Regions from separate parts of the Mus musculus genome. Here region 2 is linked to region 1. The links are chromatin contacts, called in public promoter capture Hi-C maps. All regions are on one chromosome and are shown on one strand. The core of a region is the stretch at or near the end of the contact, and the rest is flanking DNA. Distances in the headings are between cores, read along the strand shown. Region 1 holds the start of Pigo (phosphatidylinositol glycan anchor biosynthesis, class O). Region 2 holds the start of Rusc2 (RUN and SH3 domain containing 2).

Region 1 (6,136 bases), core at 2,073-4,572:
TCATACACACATAAATAAAAATAAATGACTGTTAGGACCAGATCCTGGTGTGGGGAGCCTACAATAAGGGGATCACAATGTAGGGAGACCAGCAGAGGTGCGACCCAGGCCTTACCTCGGGTGGGACACTAGGGAAGAGAGCTGTGGGGCTGTACAGGAAAAGTGCAGCTGACACCTCCAGCTCACTGTCCCCTCCATGGTCCCCATTCATGGTCATCCCATGGTCACCGGCTACCACCAGCAGTGTGTCATTCTCCAGGCGTTCTATGAGTCCCCTGGGGGTCAAGAACACGTGTGAGAGGGCAGGGAGAGGTAAAGATTCTTCTCGGGCCATTCACCCCCACCACTCACTTCCATTGCCAGGGTCTAAACTTCTGTCAAAAAGACACCTCTTCAGTCACAACTCTGCAGCCAGAGCTACACACCAAGTTGTTCAAAGTGGATGATGTCTCTACGTTTTGAAGGAAAAACTTGTATAAAGTATTCCAGAGCTGCCGGGCAGTGGAGGCACAAGCCCTTAATTCCAGCACTCGGGAGTCAGAGGCAGGTGGATCTCTGAGTTCGAGGGCAGCCTGGTCTACAAAGTGAGTTCTAGGATAGCCAGGGCTACACACACACACACACACACACACACACACACACAAAACCTGTCTCAAAAAGAACAAGAAAACAAATCTTTGTGAGTTTGAGTCCAGCCTGGTCTGGCTTATATTGCAAGTTCCTGGTCAGCCAAAGCTACATAATGAAACCCTGTCTCAAAATACATACATATATAGAATTCATCCAGGCTCCACACAGGATTTTTTTTCCCTCGTGGAATCCTACATCCTGAGATTCTCAAATGCAACCCCCTCCCTCAGCCAGCACCCCACACTCACTGTATCACCTGGTCCATCTGGCTAAGTTTCTTGGCCATTTCAGGGTGGTGAGGGCCGTGCTTGTGACCACAGTGATCCACACCCAGGAAGTGAGCGATCAGCACATCCCACGAACCGCCGTCCACTGTGGAGGGGAGAACACTGAGCACAGGGCGGTGAAGCCCACGCCTCCCTCCATCAGGCTTTGATGTTCCTCTGCACCCAGTGGTATAAGCCCCAGGCTGCTGGACCCAGAGTCTGCAGACTAAAGGAACCCTCCACAGCTCCTGGGGTCAGTGAGGGACTGAGCGCTTCTTACTCACGGGTAGGATAGAGGTGTTCCAAGATGCCGTTATCCACTGTGTGCAGGTCTCTGACATTGAAGGATGAGAAGAAGAAAGCTTGAGAAAAGGCTCCGGGGAAGAGGTCTCTCCAGGTATCATCTCCCATGAAGACTACACGCCTTCCTGTAGAGACAAGAGGGGAATCGGATCGATCGTATCTTGTTCATGTGAGAGCCAGAACAGGGGAGATTATAAGAGAAGACTCTAGAAAAAAACAAACAAACAAACAAACAAAACACAAAGGGCAAGGGGAGACAGCTCAGTGAGTCAAAGAGCTTGCCACCAATCCGGACCACTTGAGTTCAATACTCAGAACCCACAGGGTAGAAGGAGAAAATCAACTTCCAAAGTTGTCTTCTCACCTCCATAAGTGTACCATGTCACATCCATACGCTGTGTGTGTGTGTGTGCGTGCGCACGCACGAGCACACTCTTGAGAGTACTATCCCAACCACACATCCTGTTTTGAGACAGGTCTTACTCTACAGACCAGGCTCATCTGGAACTCAGAGATCCTCTTGCCTCTGCCTCTTGAGTGCTGGGATTAAAGACACATGCGCAATGCAGTGCCCTTGACCTGCTCTCTTCATAAGCAGTGAGTGAACATAACTTGGATCCCTCTACCCTTTTTTCTCCATCCTTGCAAATTCCTATCTTCATTTCTTCCTTAATCGGATGCTCCCACGAGTTACAAACAAACATTTTGTGCAGATTAGAAGCTTCATTGAGGACAAAAATCTCTGGGCCTTTCTACACACAAGATCCCATCTATTTCTACTCTCTGTTTCCCTACACCATAGCCAAATATACGGCTGGGTACCTGAAGTCCTGGCTCCCCAGCTTCTATAGTCCCCAGAGGCACATACTGACCTGCACTGTTGAGCTGTTGGATGACATTATCTTCCACTATAGCATGGCTGGCAAAGTTACTGCCAGCATCAATGAAAGTCGGCAGCGAGCCAGTGGTGAGAGCCTTTAGACGCTGCATGGTGGTCGTGGGGGGGTCCACCTGAGATCGGTACAGCCGGCCATGGTGGGGTTGACTCTCTAGGATCCTCTGCAAGGAACCTAATTTTCCCAGAAAAGGCACGGAGACAGGAGGTTCCCCAGGCACATGCGAGCGCTGAGGCTGGGCAAAGTCAAACCGCAGAGCGTCTATCAGTACCAAAACCACCCTGGAGAAGCGGGAAGGCATCCAGCAAGCCCCAGGCTTTCCATGACTTCCCCACGGCAAGGGACCAGGGCCTGGGAGCTCTTGGCAGCTGCTTTGATTGGTGAGCTCCAGACGAGTGAGAAGGAAGCCACTGGTGAAGAGTGCAATGCCAGCGTAGAAAAGAAAACAGACCCAGGCTAAGAAGAGGAGCACAGACACCTTCCGCATCCTGGGAGAGAAGAGAATGTTCATTGGGGTGCGAAGAAACCATGGACGTTTTGGCTCTCAAAACAATGCCCAACAACAATCACGTACTGCTATAAACTTCAGGACGTAAACAAACCATAGCTAACTCGTTGCAGCTGTTTCTACCAGTCATACCATCTGACGGTGAGAGGCTGAGACCTTGGATCTCAACCTGACGCCCAGGCTACACCTACCGATTCAGGTTCTGGGGGTGAGCACGGGAGCCTGTGCATATCCAACCGGGAGATCTAATGCTGTCAAACCACAGTCTAGGAGGAAGACTATTCCAAATGGTAGGTAGATTGTTCTCTGACAGTCCATTTCAATGGCTCTCTTCGGACTAACTCAACATTTCCAGGGTGGCAATAGACAGAAACCACACGGATTAACTGGATTGAGTAAACGGCGCCGCCTGGCGGGAACCGAGGAAACGACGGGGAGGAGTCTTGCTCCGCTTCCGGGCGGCCAGGCTCAAGAAAAAACCGAAGGAACGACGTCCCCAGGAAGCCCGGTATAAAGCCCATTGAGCTAAGCTGGGATCCAGAAGTCCCGGCAGCTCTGTCTCCTCCGGTGGGAACCCGGCCAACACCTGGACATGCTCCCTCTGATACTGGGCACCCCGGCAGTAAGCTGAGACACCCGTCCTAGGGGTGACAGTAACAGAGGTAACAGGGAGACCTTGGCTCACCTGGATCCGCGCCCGGAAGTGCAGCGGCAGGGCTCGCTGTCTGGCACCACAGAGGTGTGCAAGCCTGACAGAGCGCCCTACCAGGAGATTTGTCGCCGCCTGCCGGCACCAGCAGGGAAGTTCGACAAGAAACGTGGGGCTGAAAACTTTGATAGGAGGTTCAGTAATTCATAAATGAGGGCAAGGTCTAAGAGAGGGGGATGATGACTGGGTGTGTACAGAAGCATGAAAGAAGAAAAGCCCAGGGACCACCGAGCATTTTATTATATGTATGTTTGTACAATGCACTTTGTGCTGCAATTGCTTTTAGCCACTCAGCCCTCTCTCCAGACTCACTGTCCATTTTTGGTTGTTTTTCAACACAAGGTCTGAGTGCTGGGAACTAAACTTTGGTCTTCAGCAAGAGCAGTACATGCTCTTAATCACTGAGCCATCTTCCCAGCCCCATGCTTCAAGTTCTCACTGCTGAGACTTCCCTCCCGTGATGAACTAAAACTGTCTGGTAACTAGCTCCTTTAGATGTTCTTGTCAAGAGCACTTTTTCACAGTAACAAAAAACATAAACTAGCCGGGCAATGGTGGTGCACGCCTTTAATCCCAGCACTTGGGAGGCAGAAGCAGGCGGATTTCTGAGTTCCAGGTCAGCCTGGTCTACAAAGTGAATTCCAGGACAGCCAGGGCTCTACAGAGAAACCCTGTCTCAAAAAACCAACCAACCAACCAAACAAACAAACAAACAAACAAAAAAAAAAAACAACAAAACCCAAAAAACCTGTCTTTAAAAATACATCTAAATAAAAACTTATACATGACAGGTGGTGGTGGCAAACACCTTTAATCCCAATTGACAGAGTTTGCTTAGCATTCGCAAAAACCTGGGCTAACCCAGCCTGATTTTTAGTTAGCATTCTAGAAAACCTGGTACACTTGCACACGTCTGAGATGCCAGCACTTGGGAGGCAGAGGCAGGATCCTCTTAACCACCAAGATCGTCCTCGACACCACAGCTCCTCTGGGGCCAGCCTGGGATAAAGGAGACACTGTCTCAAAACAGTAACCACCTAAAAATCAGCGGTGGCAAACACTCACTGAAGGCATCACTCTCAAGGCAGAGGCGGGCGGATCTCTCTGAGTTCCAGCTTGGTCCACAGAGCTTGTTCTAGCCAAGGCTGCACTGAGAACCCTGTCTTGAAAACATGAAATGAGTAAGCTGGCAGAGTATGGCAGCACTCGGGAGGTATAGGCAGGTTAGGTCACATGCATTTAATCAGCCTGGGCTACACACGGTGACCCTTGCTCTAGAAAACAAAAAAGTGGGTTATCTGTATGGTATGTGAGTTTTATCTCAGTAGGAAAAAACAACTTTTATCTTCTTAGTAAATGTGTGGCACCTACCTATAGGGGTCCTACAAATTTACACGTAAGTCCCTCTTCCCCCTTTAAATACATCTAGTTGCTGCTGCTTTGCTTCTGGTAACCGTTCAGCCACAGCACAGCAGTTTCTTTGCTCTTGTGTTCATAAGCCAGGTATGCTCTGCCAATGGGCATCTGAATGGGTCTCTCTCTCCTCCTTCATGTCTGAGCTCAAGTATAATTTTCAGCGAGGTTTCCTGGAACTCTCAACTTGTCGGTTCACCAGAGCACTTTGAACTTACAGTGGATCCAACTCAGGCCATTCGGCTTGTACTGCAGGAGGCTTTTACTCACAGAGCCACCTTACCAGCCTGGCTTATGACTTTTTATCACGCTCTGCTTCCTTGTATTGCCACCCTGACTTGGATTCTGTGAAAGCAGACACCTCTGGGGTTCAGTTCTGTTATTGCTGCTTTGAGACAGGGTCCCACTAAGTACTTAAAGTTGGCCTTGATCTCACAGTCCGTTAGTCTGCATCACCACAGCCATCTCTCAACTGCTTTTGTAAACCCTAGTTTATTAATAGCTTAATAGTCTACACCCTCTGCCCTTTAAGACCGCCATACCATAAGGGCAAGCTGTCCTTTCCCGTGTGTCCCCAAGCCCCTGCACCACTGTGCAGCTGGCAGTTCAGCAGACCATGCCTCAATCCCCGTACAGCCGAGGTTTCTCTTGACGACAGGATGACTTCACTTCACATGAAGTGAATCCTTGTCACGCGTGGAGAATCAACTCCTCACACCGACCTGGACTGAAGGGTGGAAGTGGACGGCCAAAGACGACCCGAGTGGCTTTCCTAACTTCATCCCCCAATCAATGAGGACAGTTTCCCATTTGCCACTGGTCACTTTATTACATGATTAGTAAGTTCAAATAAAAAAATAAAAACTAAAATTTGGCCGGGAGGCTGGAACCAGAATCTTTTTTGAGAGCAGCTCCCGGCCCCTAGACTCCCTGGCCGAGTCATCTCTACTAACTGAGCTTGACTCTACCCAGTTCTTCAATACTCGTGTCTGTAGCCTGGACATCTCTTCTGCTCTGGCTGGAGTTCTGGGCTCCGGGCACTGGGGCTTTGGTGAGAGCCCCATAGACACCCATGGCCTAAAGAGAAAGACCAGAGAGAAAGAGCCGTTAAGAACCATTTGAAGCTTTGTCCCAAAACACAAAGGGGCCGGTCAACTCTTGGTTTTTCTTTCTTTTTCCCTTCCTTCTTTTCTTTTTTGAGACACAGTTTCTCTGTGTAGTCCTAGCTGTCCTAGAACTCACTCTGTAGACCAGGGTGGCCTTGAACTCACAAAACTCTGCTTGCCTGTGGACTAAAGCTATGTGCCACCAACACCTGGCTTTAGTTTTTCCTTTTTCTTTATCATCTTTCTCCTATTTTTCTTTCTTCTTCTTCCTTCCTTCTTCCTTTTCTTCTTCTCTTCTTCTCCCT
Region 2 (6,136 bases), core at 1,969-4,468, 380 kb after region 1:
GCTGCCCGGCACGATTCGTATACTAACAAACCATGTTCAGTCCTAACTTTGCCTTTAACCAGATGTTTCTGGATTTTTCCCTATGAGGAGCATAATCCCTCCGAGTTGTAGTCAGAGTCCCCACAATCGGGAAAGAAGGTTGTCAAACATGGAGGTTTAGCGTCCCATCTTCAGCCAGGAGCAGATCAGTTTGGTGCATTAAGGCTGGAAAAAAAATGTTGAAACCCTCGTTCTGACACTGGTATCACTTCCCCAATCATGGTGCTGCCCTGGCCACCCCAGAGCCGTATTGGCAATGATCTTAATAAAACTATGAGACCCTTAGCTTAGATAACGATTCCAGAGTACCCCCACAGTACCTTGTACAGAATAGGAGTCATGTAGATGCCCACAGTGTGACCTTGGAGATGGCTTGCTTGGTAGAGTACTAACCCTGTGAACATGAGTCGCTGAGTTCAAACCCTTAGCACCTGTGTAAAGGCTGAACCCAGTGGCGTGCCTGTAACCCCGAAAGTAGAGGAGGCAGAGACAGGCAGGTCACTGTGACTTGCTGACTAGCTAATTTTGCTCGACTTGGTGACATGTGAGCGTGCACCCACCAAACCCTGCACACAAACACACATGCATACAGCATTCATACAGAGACTGTAAGGTCTTGGGATAGCCAGCAGGTTGGTTCTATAGGTAAGGGTGCTTGCCACCAAGACTGACAACCTGGGTTTAATTCTTGGAGTCCACACAAGGGTAGAGGAGAACTGACTCCTTGAAAGCTGTCCTCCGGCCTCCATTTGTGCGCATGGCGGCGCATGCGTGCCCACACACCCCCCAAATGTAAAAGAAAAATGCTTCTAGATCAGGAAAATACAGTTTATCATAACTTATTTTGATTTGTCTTAATGTGAGCATTTGCTATTAGATCAGTCATACAGTTTGAGGTGACATGGCCAAATGCAGGTTATTGCTGAATGGAATAACATAAACAGAAGTCCTCCCTTATTTCCAGATAAGTTCCTTGAGGTGAAAGGTCAGCAGAGTGACCTTATTGGGAAAGGTCAGGGACAAAGGTATACTGAGACGACACACAGTCCTCACTTCTGTCCCTCTTTGAAACAGGGTCCTGCAATGTAATCCAGACTGACCACAAACTCGCAGCGAAAGCAGATGCCCCTCAGCTTCCCAGACGCTAGGGTCACAGACGCTGGGGTCACTACACCTGGCTCCTTGGGCACCAGGCATGCAGTAGGGCTGGGTAGTAAGTAACAGCATGATCTGTGGTGTGCTAAACTAAAGGAATCATGGAGTGTGTGTCGCTAGCTCTGCAGGCTCGGGGTCGTCTGCCTCACAGATATTTTCGGGACAAAGACCCTGGGCCCAAAGTTCTCATGGGAATCAAGTAGTGAGTACTCCATGCTCTTGATCACAAATGGCACTGCTTAACCTACAGCAAGCCCCAGAAGTAGTCTCTATCAGCTCCAGAAAAGGCCAGCGCCCCACACCTACCGTTTCAGCCATGCTGAGAGGGCTGCTACTGGCTGCTCAGGGTTGTAAGCTCCTCCCTTTTCCGGCTTCTCTTCTTCATTGTTTGCTTCTTTGTAGGACCAGGGGCTGTTGATCCTCAAGCGAGTCAAGGTTAGACCTCTGTAATTCAGCTCAGGTCAGCATGAAGTCAGGAAACACACAGGTCTCAGGAGCGCGGGGAAGATGCAAGAACGGAAGTAGATGAATGTGAAGGCGTGCACCTGGAACCCCAGCGCTGCCTCTCAAGGCTTCTTGAGACCTGAAATCCAGAGTCTTCCCGGTAGAGTGGAGATAGCATAGTCAGCCACCATACCATGGGTTCTACGGCCCACAGATTCAACCAACCATGGAGGAGAAATATTCAGGGGAGGAGAGCTTGCCTGGGACACATAAAGCCCTCAGTTCAATTGGAAATTTAGTTGGGGGAGTAAAGGAAACAGTTCAGAGCAAAACCAAATAAATGCGCATGACTCATTGGGAACCACAGCGCTCACCAGGAAGGTGGCTGGTTGGCTGGTTGGTTTTGTTTTGTTTTGTGGAGTTTTTGAGACAGGGTCTCTCTATGTAGTTCTGGCCACCCTAGAGTTCTCTATGTAGACCAGGCTGGCCTTCGACTCACAGACATCTGCTTGCCTCTACCTCCCAAGTGCTGGGATTAGAGGCATGTGCTGCCATGGTTGTCCTGAAAGCTGCTGTTTTGGAGGGTGGCATCAGTGAGCAGCGACAGATTCCACTTACACACCTGGCTCGTGTGTGGTCTGCTACTGCGCGGTTATCCTCACAGAATGGCCCAGAACTCGAGAGAGGAAGAGGCAGGTAGTTCAGAAGGTCCACAGTTGAAGCGAAGGCTCTAAGAACCCAGTCCCTTTCCTTTGCCTGCCTTCCTGTGGGAGAAGGAACTTTCCAGACTCTCTGCCTGGTTAAAGGGAATCGACTCCCTTACAACCCTGGTCGAACCCAAGTCCGCAAGAACCAAAAACTGATGTGACAGGCTCAGCTCCGCTTAAACTGTTAGACCCTCTGAAGAGCCGGGAGACCAGCTGAACCCTGGGTTAGGGAGGTGGCCTGCAGCCACCCAGACTTGGAGCATCAGAGCCACCTGCTCAGAGAAGCCCCCTGTGGCCCAGGGGCTTCCTTCAGAAGCCTACGCAGAGGGACCCTGGAAACCCAGCACTGAGATTGGGCCTTGTGAAAAATGCCGGTGTTGTTTAGCTGGTGGAATGCTGATCTGTCGCTGGGAATATTGTTTTGTTTAGTGTAGCCTCTGGGTGGGGCTTCCAAAATCTCCTTCCAGGATGACCCTCCACCCTAACCCAGCTGGAAACCTAACTAAAGAAAAAGCTGGGAAACACGCAGTCATTCACTGCCTGAGTGGGAGGAGTGTGTGTGGGGGGGTGCTTCTAGCCAAGGTCGGAAAGGAGCGGCCTGAGAAGGGAAGGAAGGAAGGAAGGAAGCGCCCAGGCTCTGCCCAGACTTCTTCCAACACTCAGGACCCAGGAGAAGCTAGGCTCGGCTCTCCCTGGGTTTTTATGCTGCTGTCTGGAAAGTCTCCGTCTTCCAGCACCTACTGCCCCCTGTGGCTGACTTCTCTCTCTACGCCCCTCCCCCAGACTAACAGGCCGAAGGGACCGACCTGGAACTGAGTGGCTGCACTGTGGGCTTGCCTGCTCCTTTCCCTCCCCATCCCTCCCCTTAGTAGCAACGTCACCGCAGCCCAGCCGCCGTGGCAGCAGCAGCAGCAAGAAGACAGGCTGAGATTGCGCAGCCTCCCTGCATTAGCTCGGGATGCCATTGTACTAACAGAAATCAGATCTCAGGGTATCAGCCCGGTCCCCCTTGTGCGATCTCGAGGACCAGTGATTCAGCTGCCATTGTCGAGGTAGGGCGCGACGGGCGTGCAAAAGGAACGGGAGCCACCAGGTCCAGCTCGAGGCTCCTTGCAGAGGAATGGCTCTGGGGTGGGGGGTGGGAGGTCACTGCTGGCAGAGGCCGGATCAGCATCAGCATCTGGGCTCTGGCTTCTGAAGGGTGGCTTTGTCTTTCGGAAAGGGAGAGTGACAGCAAGCGGAGACAAACTCATCTCTGCATGCATGCATGGGCCGGGCAAGAAAGAGGCTTGGGCTGATGCTATCTATCTGTGCTGTTTGGTCAAGAAACAAGATCCTTTTCTCTTCCTTCCTTCCTTCCTTCCTTCCTTCCTTCCTTCCTTCCTTCCTTCCTTTCTTTCTTTCTATCTGGGTATTTCTAATGAAGCTGCTGTAGCTGCAGCTTTCAAATCTGGACACAAAGGCTGAATGGGTGGAGACCCTTCTACAGCTCGTGGAAGTTTATGCTGAAAACCATGCAGGAATCTATGCATTCTTATCCAGAAGGTTGGGTGGCTTTTCCTCCCCACACATGCATACTTGTATGCACACAGACATATCCATTGTAGAAGCTGCCAGGCTCTGGGATTGGTTGCAGTAAGAATGAATGCAAATGCCCTACAGCGTATGGAGAGAGGGATGCTGAAGGCACCTGACCTCTTATGTTATACTCAGCCCTGCTCTACAGAGCAGCTTCCTAGCAGGAAGGGACCAAAGCACAAGCTAAACCAATGCCCCCTGATCCACCATACCGCCCTCTTCCCTTCGTCCTGCCCTAGAGAAGACTGTCAGCCCCACAGAGGCTCTCCGAAGGACCTCAGGTCAAGGTCAGATCACTAAAGTATAACAATGAATGCCTTTGCCTCCCTCCCTGCTAGCTCTGAAGAAACCAGAAAAGCAGCAACTAGGTACTGTGACCAACAGAGGGATGCTGTTGGGTGAACAAAGACAGGAAGCGGCCTTCTGGAGTTGTCTTGCCCGTAGGCAGACAGATCCTTAGCCCTGTTTCCACCATTCACCCGGTAGTCAACTTGGAGATTAGACGGGAGTTTTACAATGTGTGACTGGGCATTTCGGGAGTGTCCTGAGAGTAGGTTAGTTCCCAGCAAGCCAAGAACTGTGAACAGCACAGTGGAGCAAGGGGGAAGTGTCGTGAGAACCATGAATGGGCCAGGATGAGGCAGAAGCCTGAGAACTGGGGCCTGAAGGGCAGGAAACAGGATTGACCAATGTGAGAACATGGGACGAAAGGGGCCGCAGGTTCAGACTAGTTGATAGAGCTTATATAAGTGGTCACGGCAGTGGGCACCATGGAATAGTAGGAAACAGCTGTGTGAGGGTGATGGCCGGACTTGAGGGAGAGGACTGGCCTCAAGCCCTTGAGAATGAGTGGTAGTAGACACCCTCGAGAGGGGACGTGCCCAGGCTTGGAGCCATTTCAGCTGTGATTGGGAGTGAGCTACCCATAACCTGCAGCTTGGTTTCCTCGTGTGTTAAACGTGTGTGATGACACACACACCTCTAATCTCAGTACTCAGGAGGCAGAGGCGGGCAGATCTCTGAGTTCAAGGCCGGCCTCAGCTACAGAGCCAGTTCTAGGTCAGCCAGGGCTATACAGAGAGACCCTGTCTCAAAAATATAAGCAAGCAAGCCCACGCAGTGAAAATGCCTGTGACTATATGGGGATGTTTAGATGGAATTGGAGATTCCCTGCATCTGTGCACCTAGATGTCACATCTTCCTGCTGGCTGAGCCACTACTCTACCTACAGAGTTAGATTTAGGTAGGAGGCTCGTCTTCGTTTATGGGAGTTTCCTCCTCCTCTCTTCATTTAATTAGGAACAACACGTGTGAACTGAGTTCATTCATCTCAGAGTGCTCTTCACCCATGGCCACAGTGTTACATTCACTCCCAGGGAAGAAGTCTTAGATGCACTCTCGCTTGTTTTCTGCAGTGTTTGAGGCAAAGTCAAATGGCTTATTACATCATTCCTCTTTGTGTTGTTTGAGTCAGACTCAGTAGCCCAGGTTAGTTTGAACCGACTGTAGCTCAGACTGGCCTTGAACTCCTAACCTTTCTCCCTACCCTACAGATGCTGGGGTTATAGGGGTCACCTCCCTAGCTCCCATTTCATTCCTTTTTTTTTTAATGTTCAAAAATTAGGGCTCCTAATTTTTATTATTAATTCTATTGTTTGCTCACTTATTTGTAAAACTCTGGCCCTGAGCTGTGTCTCCAGGTCCCTTTATAAAAAAAAAAAATGTATGTGACTGTTTTGCCTGGATATATCTATGAACCCTAGAGGGAAATCTAATATTGTATTTAAAGAGAATCCCCCTACTTAAAGAAAACTATTATTTATGTACATGGTATGTATTATCTATAGATGAAACAGAAAAAAAATGAAAATCATCCAGAATTGCTCAACAGAGATCTGCACTATGAATATTTTGTTGTATTTCCCATGCATATAAACATAAAAATTAATAAAAATAACTTAGAAAAAGATCATATATATACAGTTCATCTTCTATTTCCTCTTTAAGTCAGTGCTCAGATTACCATATTGACATTGTTTTGAGCCACAGTCTCACTGTACACCCAATCTGGCTATGAATCCTGGGTTGGGGAAACTCTTCTGCCTCAGCCTTCTAAGTAGCTGGGACCACAGGACCTCACCACACTCAGCTAGTAGCATAGGGTTGCTTATATATCACACACACACACACACACAGTGCACACATGCACACAC

Evidence for each region. Promoter capture Hi-C pulls out the DNA fragments that hold promoters and counts their contacts.
Region 2: a promoter capture Hi-C map of embryonic stem cells shows a contact between it and region 1. The contact joins the promoter of Rusc2 here to the promoter of Pigo in region 1. A contact is called at or near these places in 10 of 39 promoter capture datasets (3T3-L1-derived adipocytes, the SN4741 cell line, cranial neural crest and 6 more), 1 of 15 datasets of contacts at CTCF or cohesin (the NIH/3T3 cell line), 21 of 115 datasets of contacts at active chromatin or transcription factors (bone marrow-derived macrophages, craniofacial prominence, embryonic basal ganglia and 13 more) and 3 of 9 other capture datasets (adipose tissue, liver and pancreatic islet).

Annotation. Positions count from the first base shown.
Region 1 is chr4:43,022,492-43,028,627 of GRCm38.p6, forward strand. It overlaps Pigo (phosphatidylinositol glycan anchor biosynthesis, class O), which reads right to left and starts at 3,323. Exons shown (of 11, transcript NM_001305386.1): 1 at 3,289-3,323; 2 at 2,072-2,583; 3 at 1,181-1,324; 4 at 879-1,002; 5 at 116-275. The coding sequence starts at 2,582. It overlaps Stoml2 (stomatin (Epb7.2)-like 2), which reads right to left. Exons shown (of 10, transcript NM_023231.2): 10 at 5,199-5,802. The coding sequence ends at 5,674.
Region 2 is chr4:43,403,284-43,409,419 of GRCm38.p6, forward strand. Rusc2 (RUN and SH3 domain containing 2) reads left to right here and starts at 3,219. Exons shown (of 12, transcript NM_199057.3): 1 at 3,219-3,397.